Linked DNA regions of Gossypium hirsutum: region 2 is linked to region 1. The links are chromatin contacts, called in public Hi-C maps. All regions are on one chromosome and are shown on one strand. The core of a region is the stretch at or near the end of the contact, and the rest is flanking DNA. Distances in the headings are between cores, read along the strand shown.

Region 1 (6,782 bases), core at 2,636-5,135:
CAAGTACCTAAAAGTGGCCAAAATGACCTAACTTGTCAAGGCATTAAAGTCCATAAAACAAAACATACCGAAATGGTTGTCTGATAGTGTGATAGATCTCCGACAAGCTTCCAACCGGTCGAGCTTCCGATAATCTATGAAACGAAGGAAAATGAATACGTAAGAAACTAGTGCTTAGTAAGCTCGTATAAACTCAAACATAACTTACCATTTCTTAAGCAACATTATAAAATAAGCATAATATCATTACCAAGTCCATAAGCTTAGTAAAACCCTATACAAGCACCATCAAACTCCCAAGTTAGTAAGTTCATACATGATACATATGAGTTCAATCATATCATAAGTAGATTTTCATATACACATCTTTTATTACATTAATCTTTTCATAAGATCATGCACCAATATTCAATTTTATACATACCATGCCATTTCTTTTACTTACCTGTTGAACCATCTAGAATTGCATTGGATACTCGGGAATGCTCATACATAGTGTGCTTTTCCATATAACCGTAACCTTTTCTTTTCAATAGTGCTCACACGAGCTGTGTAGAATCCGTAACAAATGCAAGACCTCACCCATCGGTAGGACATTCAAGACCAATACCCGAAATATGAAATATCTAATGACATATCATTCATATCCTAAAAATTCTTAGGTTCAAACAAGACTATTTATCCGTTACTCAAAACTTTGATATATGTATATTCAAGTTCGTTTATATTAACACAATATAGCAGATAATCAATTTAGCTATCATTAATACGATTATAATGCATACAAACTTACCTCGATAACTATGGTTGCAATAGCCGAATTGAAGTCTAGTCCAAACTTTAGCTTTTCCCTAATTTAAGTCTGGTTGTTGTTTATCTTGATCTAAATAGATAATTTCATTCAATTAAGTATTTCAAATAACTTCAAGTATTCAATTAAAATAATAATTCATATTAATGTATAATTATGAAATTACCCCTAATATTTTAACTTTTCACAAATTAGTCCTTAAGCTCATAACTTAGGATTTAACCATTTTAACCTAAACCAATGTTAGCCAATTCTACAAGGGACCTTGGAACAGCCCATAATTACCAGCATTTCACATTAAAACCCATAGATTACACTTTCAACAATTAAATCCCTAATCTCAAATTCATCAAAAAAACCACATAACAAAACAAGTTTATTTAACAAGTAAGATTGATAATCTATCAACTAACATCAAAACACATTCAAACTCAACCATGGTAAGTGCCTCAACCTTTAAAAATTTTGTAAATTAACCCCGAGCCAGCTAGATTAAGCTAATACGAATTCAAAAACGAAAAAATCATTAAAAACAAGACAAATTTACATACCATGCACTAGCAAATAGCTTGACCGAACTTGCTTCATTCTCTAATGGTGGGATTGGTTTAGGGAAAGAAAAACAAGGAAGATGATACTTAATTCATCTTTTATTTACTTAGTTATTCTTTTATTTACTAAATTACTACTTTAACCTTAAAATTTCATTAAAACTACCATAATACCTTTCCATACACATCCACTAATTTTAATTGTGGTATATTTACCATTAAAGTCCATTTATTTGCCTTTTTAAAGCTATTTGATCCATTTAACTAACAGAATTCAACTTCTGTAACTTTTACGATTTAGTCCTTTTTACCTTATTAACCATTTAAACTTCAAAATTTCTTAATGAAACTTTAATACAACCCTAATATAATCCGTAGAATTTAAATAAATATTAAAATATTTATTCACTTGTCGGAATTGTGGTTCCGAAACCACTATTTTCGACACCACTAAAAACGGGTTGTTATAAAAAAATGTAAAGAAATATAAAATTCGTGAAAAAATATAAAAATTATCGTACCCAAATAAGCATTTTATAATTTTATATAACTTTTATTTATTTTTATTTTTATCATTTTTCGCCACATATCACGTTGTGTTGAGACATATGATGGCTTTAATTGGAAAAAAAACTAGGTGTCGTTAACTTTGATGACCAACAGTTAAATTTAATGGTTAAAGTGCCTTTTTGATACATTTTATAATTTTTTATGATTTTTATAAAATTTTACAATTTTTTATATATTTTTTACGATTTTTATAATTTTTATAATTTTTTTCTGTTTTTATATATTTTGAATTAAAATTTAATAATTTTTTATAACTTTTATTTAGTTTTATTTTTTATAATTTTTTTGCCACATATCTCACCATGGTTGTGACATAAGGTGGGTTTAATTAAAAAAAATTAGGGGCAATTAATTTTAATGGTCAACTGTTAAAGTTAATGGCCTAATGGTCTTTTTTATGTATTTTGACAGTTCAAGTACCCAATTAAGTGCAAAAAAAAGGGGTTTAACTGCTTTTTTTGAAAAAGTTTGAGAATTTTTTTGATGCATTTTGAAAGTTTAAGTACCTAATTGAGTGCAAAAAAAAGGGGGGCTAATTGCTGTTTTAGAAAAAATTTGAGAGTTTTTTACGCCCTTAAGCCATTTTTTTAATATTATTACTTATTTTCTACATTTTAATAAATATATTTAATATTGACTTTATCATAAATTTGTTTAAATTTAATATTATTTGAATTAATTTGAAATAATTCAATCTATTTTTTGGCATTATGACAAATTCTAATATGTATCCATTTTAGCCTTTTGGTCTTAATTTTTTTGAGATTACTTCGTTGATCAACCTTCAAAATTTATTTAAATTGCATTGTTTTGAAAGGAAATTTTTTTTAAACTGTTAAAATTTTAATAGCATCGAAGTGACAACTCAAATGGCAGTCTACATGTACTTATTGTTTACATGGAGAAATCTTTTAATTTTACTTAATTTTTTTGAACTGTTTAATAAATTTTAATAATGTTTTAAATTTTTATGAAATATATGTGAATTGCCACACTAATACTATTAAATTTTCATGATCTAGTAAACTTTTTCATCTAGAAAAATACAATTGAACTAAATTTTGAAGATTGAGAAGCAAAATAATCCAATAAAAAATAAAACAAAAAAAGAATAAAAAATTATCATCATATACTCTACTCTTTTTTCCCCCAAAAATTTTTATCAACCCAACCTAAAAAGCTATTCCAATTAAAACTTTCATAATAAAATTAATATTAATAGTTAAATTTAATTATAAAAAATATGTAAACTATATTAAAAAAAATTAATATGTTTTAAAATTAAAAAAAACTAGCTTATTTCAATCTCTTTAAATTCTATTTAAATGAAATTTTCTTTGAAAGATTACAAGTACAATCAAAGTATAAATACAAGTTTATGTTCAAGCAACCACATAGTGTAGAATCAAATTATTACAATACAAACGAAAAATTAGAAATAATATACAATTAATTAATTACTATAGACTAAGCACTAGAATAATCAAGAATAAAACTGATTAATTGAATAAAATTCATACATAATAATACATGGTGAAGTAAAATTTATACGTAATAATATATGGTGGAACTCAAAGATCTATACATATAATTTACAAGATGAATCTTGAACCTTGATAATCAAAATTCAAAATTTTCACTTTTGCCAACTATACCAAAACCTTATTAGTTTACCCAAATGAGAGATCCAAAATGTTTTCGCTCAGAGTAATTAACACGTCTACGAGGCATGTTGGCAAAAGTCGTAAGCAGGCACAGGCAGAGCTTGGATTTTGCCGTATTGTGTAGTAATTTTATGGCTCAGTTTTGGAAGTTTGTTGGTGGTGAAAGGCCGAAAAGGACCCTACAACTTTTCTGCAGTTAATTTGTGAAAGTGTTGGGGGCTTTGAGAGTGGAGACCTGCCGGCATCATGCCTGCCTCTGTCCTACGCCACTGCCCATCAAATTCGTACTGTAGTTTTCAGTTTTCGCACATAACATGAGATTGGGCCACTCCCTCAAAATTATACGATTCTCTAACGATCCACGGTATTTGCCATCCCACTAAAACCAATTTAACATAAAATAGCCGGTACTATAACGATAGACAAAATTTTTTTATTTTGATGTTGGCATGTATATATACATTTTCTTGTTTTTCGGTACTTTTCAAATATTTTTCATATATACATTTATATCCTAGTTTCAAATTTGTTAATAAATTATATTAGATACATATACAATTAAATTTTAATTACATAAGTATAAATGTGATTATATGTAAATATAAATTTTAAAATTTTTTCTACATTCAATAATTTAATTGTATTTTACTTTTAGATGTTATTATAAAAAGAATAAAAAATCAAGCGAAAATGAAAAAGAAATTAAATTTTTATTTATGTTCTGGACCATTTTACTAAAATGTTCATTTCCTACTTTATTTACGGAAATGAGCCACTTTAAACTTTATTTACCGGAATGAACCAAAAAACCCAAAACATGCCTACGTGGAAGCATTTTAAGAGGAAATCTCAGAAAAGCACGCTGACAGGAACACACTTTACCCCGTGTCAGCAAAAACACACTGACGTGGGTGCACATTTATCTTTTCTCAGATTAAATTTTCAAAAAAGTTCATTTTTTTAAATATTATAAAAATAGACTAATTTTTTTTAGAAATTTACGAGAATAAGCCTTTATAATGACCCAAAGTGGCAACACTATTTTTATTTTATTTTAAGGTATCACCAATTAATATGAAAATAAAACTTATAAAGCAAATCTTTATATAGACTCAAAGTCTCATTTCTCTTATTTTCTTAAGCAATGTGGGATATGAGATATGTGTATATATAGACTCATGAATAGGTTTACAGCTTGTTCCTAAATAATGTAGGATTCCTTCCTCTTTTGACTAACAACATAATATTAAAGGCTATGCTATATTTTATATTTTTTTACTTATAGAGTTTAAATTTTTTTACAAAAAGTTAACATTTGTTACATTATAAATAAAACTTTTAAACTCTATAAGTAAAAAATATATAAAATATAAAATGAGTATGGTAAAATATTTAAAAATAAATATTTAAAAAGGTACTAATAGTTGAGTGATCATTTTGTAAGTTTTTATAATTCGATAGCCAAAAAATCATAGTTAAGTGACTACTAATGTAATTTAATCTAGATATAAAAATATGAAAAATAACTATTAGATTTTATATATTATATATTTCTATAAAAAAATTTATTTAACATAATTATATATTATGTTTAAATAGGTTATCTATCTAGTCAAAATATATCTGAAATAAATTTATCAGCATTCACTAGGTGATGAAAATTAAATTAAAATTAGGATTAAAAAATTAATGAGTATAGTAAAATATTAAAAATAAATAAATATTTAAAAAAGATATATCAATTTTTTAAAATTACAAAAATAATACTATTTAAGTACCAAATACTCACCATTTATTTATTAATCAAACATTCATAAAATAAAATAAAATAAATAATAAAAAATTAAAAGTATAATTTCTAAATTTAAATAATAAAAATTTATTTTAAAAATTAGAATTGCATGGATATTAACTTCAAACATTTAAAATTGAATAGAAGATTATGCATGTACAAGTTTCATATGTGCAATTTATTCTTTTCTTTTAATAGTCCTTTTGTATATGCTAACAATTCTAAAATGGAACAAGATTAAAAATCTCAAAAGATAATTTTATACTATGAGAAAATGTTAACAAAATATAAAAAAAATAGAAATTGTTTTGTAAAAAAATTATAAAATATAGTGTAGCCTTTAATCTTATGTTGTTAGTTAAAAGAGGAAAGAATCCCACATTGTCTAGGAACAAGTTGAAAACCTATTCATGGCTCTATATATACACATATCTCACATCTCACATCTCACATTGCTTAAGAAAACAAGAAAAATGAGACTTTGGGTCTATATAAAGATCTATTTTATAAGTTTTATTTCCATATTAATTGGTGGCACCATAAAATAAAAAAAATGTTGTCACGTTGGGTCTTTATAAAGGCTTATTCTTGTAATTTTTTTTTAAAAAATTGGTCTATTTTTATAATATTCTAAAAAATTGATATTTTTTGAAAATTTAGTCTCAAAACGAGCAAAAGCATGTCCACATTAGCGTGTTTTTGTTGACACGGAGTATAGCGCATCTCCATTAGCGTGCTTTTATGAAATTTCCCCTTAAAATGCTTCCACATAAGTGCGTTTTAAGTTTTTTGGCCCATTCTAGTAAATAAAATTTAAAATGGCCCAATTTTATAAATAAAGTAAGAAATGGGCCTTTTTTAGTATAATGGTCTATGTTATGAATATTTTATTATTACACATCTTTTTACATTCTCTTTTTAATATTTATTTCATAACACGTTACCAACACAATAATTTTTCTTTTTTATGATTCCCTTTTTAAATATCGATGGGTTCATAAGATTTACTAATGAACCTTCATAATATATTATTTTTAAATGATTATTTAAATATATATTAATTATCGATTCAAAACATAAGTTTTTGTGATATTAGTCCCCTTTAAAGAAATCTTTGGGGGCATTTAGAAGTCTGTCTTATTAGATGTGTTGCATTCCTTGAAGTGAATGCAATTATAAAATTTTTTAATGAGCGTGATCCTAAAGACCATTGGTCATATACCTATCGTTTGCCCAAATATTTTGTTCAAAAAATGTTAATTTTCTTTGAGGAAGAACATATGTCTCGCTGATAATGTAACAATGAATACTTATAGATAAAAAAAGTATTTATCTTAATTGGTATTGAAATAAACCAATACTAATGTAATATTTGATAGTACAAAATTAGTTGA
Region 2 (7,246 bases), core at 1,725-4,224, 180 kb after region 1:
ATTAACTAAAAACTTAAAAACTACGAAAAACTATAGAAAATATGCTACTTTACTCAAAAACAAGCTCCTCAAGTGTAATGGGGAAACGTAATTTATCATATCAAATTACAGCAGATCAAAACCCGACCAAAAAAGCCACAACTTGGGTTCCAGCACAATCAACTTTAGCAAATACACTTAATTGATTTATTTTTTGTCAATAAAGACTCAATTGAATGAAAAATTTCAATGAAAATTTAATTAATTGTTTTAATTTTAATGAGTTTTTTTTACCTTAAACTTATAATTTATAATTAATATAAATAAAGAGCAGGGTTTTTGAAAAGCGAAATGCTATAATTGTTAGTTTTTTCATTCAACTTTAAAAGACAATTTAGAAAACTAATTAGGCGGCTTGAAAAATGATTGTTTAATATTGCTTACGCGTAAAAAAATTAATGTCAAATTTATTAATCTTTAAACTCATACTTTGTTTCAAGAATAAAAAGTAAAAGTACTAATTAAAAAAGGATTATTATCCTGTTTATTTGTTTAACTATTTCCTTACACAGATAATATTATATTATATTATTATATCATAAGAAGATTAATGAAGCCTTCTATATTTCTGATACTCGTTTTCTTATTATATGAAGTTTCCTCTCTTGGCAATATTTTCCTCTCATTTAGTTGGCATTAATTTTGAAATAATTGAAGTATGATTCTTATCAAATAAATATGCATCATAACATACGGTATTCAGTGAAGGGTGCTTAATCATCTCAAGAATCATATACTAACAAGGAATTTAAGCTCATATATATATATATGAAGGGATCGGTGGAAGATGAAGATTCATGATAGTATATACTAGCTTGGAGCCTAGGGCTAAACAAAGCTTCAACAGCAAAGAAAGCTGTTACAGTTTAGTAGAAATTAACACCCCAATGGCCTAACTGAAACATTATAGAAATTAATGCACCGATCCATGCACAATCTACATATAAGAACTGGGCTATATGATATATATACTCCAAATATCACTCGCTATATATCAAAATCCATTGTTGGGCCTGCCGTTTGGTTACATTGAGAGGTGTTGATGATACTGTTGTTGGCGACGATATGCAGAAAAGGAGGTGCTGCTTTCACCCATATCTTGTTCAGGCTTATACTCTTCATCAATTTCTTCTTTTGCCACTTTCTCCATCCCAATGTATTCCACTGGCCTTTGCGATGATTGGAACTGCGACTGTGGATGAGACTCGCAGTAGCCGGAAGAAGCTTGCGGTGGTACAACTGATGGAAGCTTGGAAAGAAGGGCTTCAAGGCTGCTCATGGAAGGTGTTATTTTCATGGGCTGATTGAAGTGGTCGTAGAATTCAGGTGGTGGCGGTGGTGCAATTGTTGTCCCTGCTGGGAAATGCGCCCATGCTTCTGGTGTGCCATAGGCATCTACTTTGAAAGGGTAAGCAGAAGATGATGGGTGGGGCAAGAGTACTCCAGGAAGGCTTTCTATGTAGCTGAATTTCTTTCTCAGTAGAACTACATAACTCAGGTCTTCAATTACCTTTGAGTAACATAAATGAGAAAGAAAATGGAGATATATATGGTACTGTCAGGTGCATCACGATAGCAAACCAAATTGTGTGCTGTATGAACTTTAGAGAGAGAGAGAGAGAGAGAGAACCTTGTGAACAGCTCCTAGTTGCACAACACCTTCTCTAACTGCAATCAAGGCGATGGTCTGAAAAGATGTTCAATTCAAAGCAGGTAATTAGATCTACCTTAATTCTTGAGAGTTTTGTGATGTTGATATTGTGGTATACCTTTATTCCAGCCTGAAACTGTGCTTCCCATGTCCTAGGATGCTAGAGAAAACAAAGAAGATTTTGTGAGAAACGAGAGGAACCTGTAATCACCAAAGGGTGTAACTGTAAGCATGGATTGGACGGGCAAACATGTATGCTTACTGAGTCTGCAGAGTTATGCCATGCTGACAAGAAGTTGATTTCCTGCTCATTGGGTTCTTTGTATATCCACTTGTGACTGTGATCTGCAGCCACTTTTCCTATCAAACTGCCCACGTTAACAGATAAAAGGTCAGTTTACTTGAAATTAATATTACCAATTACCTAATAGCTTATACAAATTCTTACCCTTCTCCATAGTTGTAGATTTCATGTGACATCTTAAAGAAAAGCTCTGGTTGCAGTCCTTGATAATGTTGAAACTCACTGCTGCCATGGACTGAGGAACCATGACAGTCTCCGGAGTTTATTTCAGCTGCTGAGGCAGCAAAGTTGCAGAAACCATCTTCCCAAACTAATATCCTGCAATTTGTTCACTATCAACTGTAAGTAAGTTATAAAATATATGCATGGCATATTGTTTTCCATAAAGAAAAAAGAAACTGAAAACCTATACCAGTTTCTCCTGTTTCCTCTTGACCTGTCATAAGCTCCTTGGCCATCCCATCTATGATAAAAGTAATGGAAAAACAATTGTCTCAAAAAGGCATGAGAAAACCATAAATTAGTGAGAGATTATGACATCTGTGTGTTGTTTATCCATTGAATGAGTCAGATATGTTAGATCCTTTATCTTGGAAGAAAAGGAAACCTACTGCAGTACCCCTAAGGAGAAAGAAAAAGGAAAGCAGTATTAGTGTGTTTGTGTAATTTGGCTTTATGCTTAGCTTCCTTACTTGGGAGGTGGATAGTTTCTAGGTAAGATCCTCCAAAAGACTGCATAAACCCATTGAGAGTTCTCATGAATGCACAAGCTTCTTAGTGTGTGTTGAAGGAGATGAGTAACAGCTAATGGACTGAGATGTTCCTCCATCAAATTTCTTCACACTTTCTTTTAGACCCTCTCTTTCATTCTTTTCATTTTTTTTCCCTCCTCTCTACGGATATATCTTTCCTTAAAAGAAGGGAGAAGCCAGCATCTTAACCTCCTTTATATAAGCAAACCAACATGGAAATGTCACTTTTATACCTCTCTCTCTCTTTCTCTCTCTCTGTTACTGTATTGCATTTAATCATGCTTTAAATTTTACCAAAATGATTTTATGAGGCCCCACGATTTGCCCTTCTCGGTTCCCAACGGTTCTCCTTTATCAATCAACCCTCCGTTTTAAAAACAGCTCTCCTGTCCTGGTTGTATTTTCTCTTTCTACCCTTATCCCAATAAGGAAAATACCACTCTCAAACACAGACCAAACCTTATTCTTCTTATGCTAACATCATGAGTTTTGCCCCATTTCTGAGTATTTCTCTGAGGACCCATACACACATATCTCTCTTTCTATTCAACCCCAATGTTTTTTTTCCTTACCTATCTGACACATCTAGGTATAACCACTCATTTCAGTCCCAGGAACAACACTTACATTTCCACCATCTCTATTTATTCACTCAGTGTCGAGCTACTACGATCCATTGATTTCTTCTTCTTTAGCAGAGAATTTTTAAATGTTCATTTAGGTTACTTCTCTCACTTCCTCTCTCTCTCTCTCTCTCTCTCTCTCTCACTCTTTTCCCCCACCCCATTCTTTATCGCCATCATTTTGGTGCATCCAAGTGTCCCTCTATATGGGGCATATCAACAGCCAAATATGATCACACTTATTCCTTCGCTACTACATATATGAATGCAAGATTAAGAAGGTTTGATATAATATCAAAGATGTTCATGTATGTCTTGTGTATTTATTATATGTATTCTTGAATCTTAACTTGTATTCATGAATGAAAAGGAAGAAAGTGTGAGAGTTATAATTGATGAGATTTTCGGTTGTGATTGTGATATTTTATGATAGAAAAGTCAAATTTTGCTGCCAATCTCAATCCACATATGATAAGAATACGCATGGTTGATGCATTACGCCTGCATGACTTCTCAAATTGTCAAAGGTATGGCATTACCTGCCACATTCTTATAACGTGAAAGTATGTACAGATTGTGAGCATCAAAAAAATAAAGGACCCCACACTTGGAAGTGCTAGAGCACAAAAATCACATGATTCTATTCATTTTTTTGACAGATTTAATAAGTGGTCTGTTTGACTAGCTTGAGAGATGGAGACATTTTGTTGTAAATCTTGATGGATGGATGGATCACCTGGGAGGCTGTCAAGAAGAGGTCCTAAGGAAAGGGGTTTGATAATATAAGTTTAATACAGGGGTGTTTAAGAATAAAACAAATAAGTTGCAGCAATTAATATGGTAAATTGATCATCAGGGGGGAGAGCTGCTTTACAAACAGTTTTGTACACTTTGACATACACGGATATTGATGCAAAGATGTATGAGAGAACCAGTGTACTTTCTACTAGTAAGATTTTCATTAGTTTTGGGTCCTTTGGGATCTATCTTTCTCTTTCTCTCTCTGGGCTGCAGCTACATGATGACTAAAAGGAGCTTTCAGTGCTTTCAATTCACCTTCCTGACACCAAGAAAGTTTTGACAGACAATTATACTCTTGTATTTGACCGTCTGTTTATGACAAAATGAGATCATTAGCCCCTGTAATCATCCTCCAATTCACCACATTAATTATCATCAACCAACCGGCATTTCTCACCCCCTTTTTTTTCTTTGATAGCGACAGGCATGCCTATCTTCATATTCATATAGTTAATATATTCAGAATCCTATTAGACTCCTCCGAACGCAAAACTGTTGGTGTTATGGTTGTTGTTTAAAGTTGTGTAGGTCGTAAATGTACGGTCCCTTTGGCAAGGTGAAAACAGCAGTGTTGGGGACAGCCTCTGATGACTTGATGTCAGCAAAAGCCCAAGTGAAACTAGCTTGGATTTTACTGATATAATAAGAGGTGATTACTCTAGAAGCCATATTTATTTATAGCGATTCTTCTCCCTCTTACTTTTATACTAGTATATATGATATTATATTTCACCTTTTTCTTTTATTGTTGAATAGTTTGTGGAATAGTATTTTGGGAATAAGCTTAATAAGTATGGGAGACAAGAGTGGCACAAGAGTCTTGGTCAAGATAACAGGTGTTGAAGTACCCCATCCCTTTCTTCCATTGAGGAAATGGAATCTCTGCTCTCCCCATCCTTCCCAATGTCCCAATTTGCATTAAAAAAAAATATTTCAATTCTAAGAAACAACCAAAACAAGCAATAAATAATGACTGAAATTGTTTATATATATATGACAATGAAACACAATCCAATATTGCATACTTCAAAGCAGCCAAATATCCCTATTCTCCTACAATTCTTGCCTTGATGTTTAATGAAAATGAAGTTGGTATAGAGGGAGTCTAATTAATTTGATATTTGAATTTGGAATGTTGGATTTGTATATCATATAATAATATTAGAGGTACAGCTTTTGAGAAACATGGGTTATTGTTAAGAAGGGGGTTGGATGTTTGGTATCAATGATGTCCAAAGATCTAAATTTCAGTGTTTCTTGAAGTGATGAAATATCTTATCATCTAAACGGAACACTTTGTTTTCTACCTTTGTTGATCGATATAATAATAATACTCGTCAAAATATTACTATATTCATTTAATCCACATTTCCCGACATGGGGGGGTTTTGTCCAAGGAGGAGAAAACCTGCTACATCTTCCCAATCAATTGTGAATGATGCATGCATCTTCTATCTTCATGCATGACATGCTTATGTGCCCACATGCATGTTATGCCATGTTCTCCTTAGTAATTAATGTGGCCTTTTTTCCCCTACCCCAAAACCATATTGTTATCCCAATAATGCAATTTGCCTTAATCTGTACAGTTTCTCGTTCTAAACCTAGGGTTTTAATACAGTTTATTAGTCCAATCATTTTAAGCAATAAATGTCCTAGTTAAAACCTCCAACCAAAACTAGTGCTGAAGTGCCTAACCATATCACCACCATCATCAATATTTAAAATTTTAAATGTTTTACTAATTTAGTATCATAAGTTAATAAAATACCGATTCAATTATATAATTATTAAAATATCTTTTTATATACAAATCAAATTATATTTTTATGAGATATTTTTTTAATTTTTTATATAATAAATCAATAAAATTTTAATTATAATAAGATTTATATTCAAACTACTATGCATGATAAACAATTAACTTTATTATTATAACCAAATCATTAATTGACTTTTAAGTAAATTTTTAATAAGTATATTTGTTATATTTTTTTTCACTCATATTATGATTGTGCCATAAATATAGTTATTATTAAGCCTCTAATTAAGTTAGGTCAAGAGTCAATTGAAAATTTACTAAAATAACGGAATAACTTATTAGAATAATCTTAAAGTCTATCATTTTTAGCTCCAATAAAATAATGTCAAATCTTTAATTTTAAAGGTTATTATACACCTAATCATATCTAATAAATTCTCTAATTAAATTAAATTACTTGTATAAAAAAAGATTATTAAATTACGTTTTCTAAGGCTTTCTATTATAATTTAAATAATTTTTAGCTATTCCTTTCTAATTCTAATAGCCATTTATTTTATATTTCTTTTTAGATTTTAATTGTTCTTGAATTTTCTAATCAAATACCAAAGTTTGATAATGCAATCTATGTTACTGTTTCAATTTTCAATTTTTTGCTTATAGTCTTTTTATTTCAATTTTGCTTCATTTTATTTTTTAGTTTTAGATTTCATTTACATTTTCATTTTCAATTTTTTGCTTATGCATTTTTATGAAGTTTTTAATTTTTTTTAAAATCACTAAAAGAAAGATTTAAAAAAAAAAGTAAAAACCTTATAAAATAAATAAAAGACTATTAGAATTTGGAAAGTATATCTAAAAGTAATTTAAATTATAAAAGAAAGAAAACCTTTGAAAACAAAATTGGCTTAATGACAAATCTGGCTACTAATGTTTACATGTTTTGTCAAAATGGCCATAATTGTATTTTTGAGCCTTTTTTGGCCATCAACCTTCTTTTTTTTTTCAAACTGTTTTTTCTAACAGGTTTGATGAAAGTATCGTTAAAAAAATTAACGAGGATGATGTGGAATATTTTTAATGAGATGTCATTTATTACTTAGGCAATCTAATAAGATAATTTCATGTGAAAAATAATAAAATAAATAAATCATACATAAAATTAAAAAATAACTCTTAATTTAAAAAAATAAATGTGATTATCTAAAAAAAAGGTTTCAAAATGAATGCTTACATTTGTTTACTGAGAGATTTCAAAAAAATAATTAATAAATCAAACCGAAAATACTGAATGTATGCATTCATTTTGAAACA

The links. Hi-C and Micro-C count contacts between places; a contact is called where the count stands out from the background.
Region 2: a contact with region 1 is called in a Hi-C map of leaf, with 1.9 times the contacts expected there. The contact joins the promoter of LOC107909655 here to the enhancer-like site in region 1. A contact is called at or near these places in 3 of 34 Hi-C or Micro-C datasets (all in leaf).

What each region holds. Positions count from the first base shown.
Region 1 is chrD02:61,643,931-61,650,712 of Gossypium_hirsutum_v2.1, forward strand. No RefSeq gene overlaps it. Among protein-coding and RNA genes, the nearest start is that of LOC121214999, 22 kb to the left of the region's middle. Within about 2 kb of position 3,886, at least 2 of the 9 cell types and tissues checked have an H3K27ac peak or open chromatin away from gene starts, as enhancers often do. A contact at or near this core is called in leaf, where this site is marked.
Region 2 is chrD02:61,826,706-61,833,951 of Gossypium_hirsutum_v2.1, forward strand. LOC107909655 (protein RICE SALT SENSITIVE 3) reads right to left here and starts at 2,975. Exons shown (of 7, transcript XM_016837271.2): 1 at 2,687-2,975; 2 at 2,407-2,457; 3 at 2,139-2,312; 4 at 1,953-2,058; 5 at 1,809-1,850; 6 at 1,670-1,726; 7 at 777-1,549. The coding sequence starts at 2,823. The coding sequence ends at 1,064.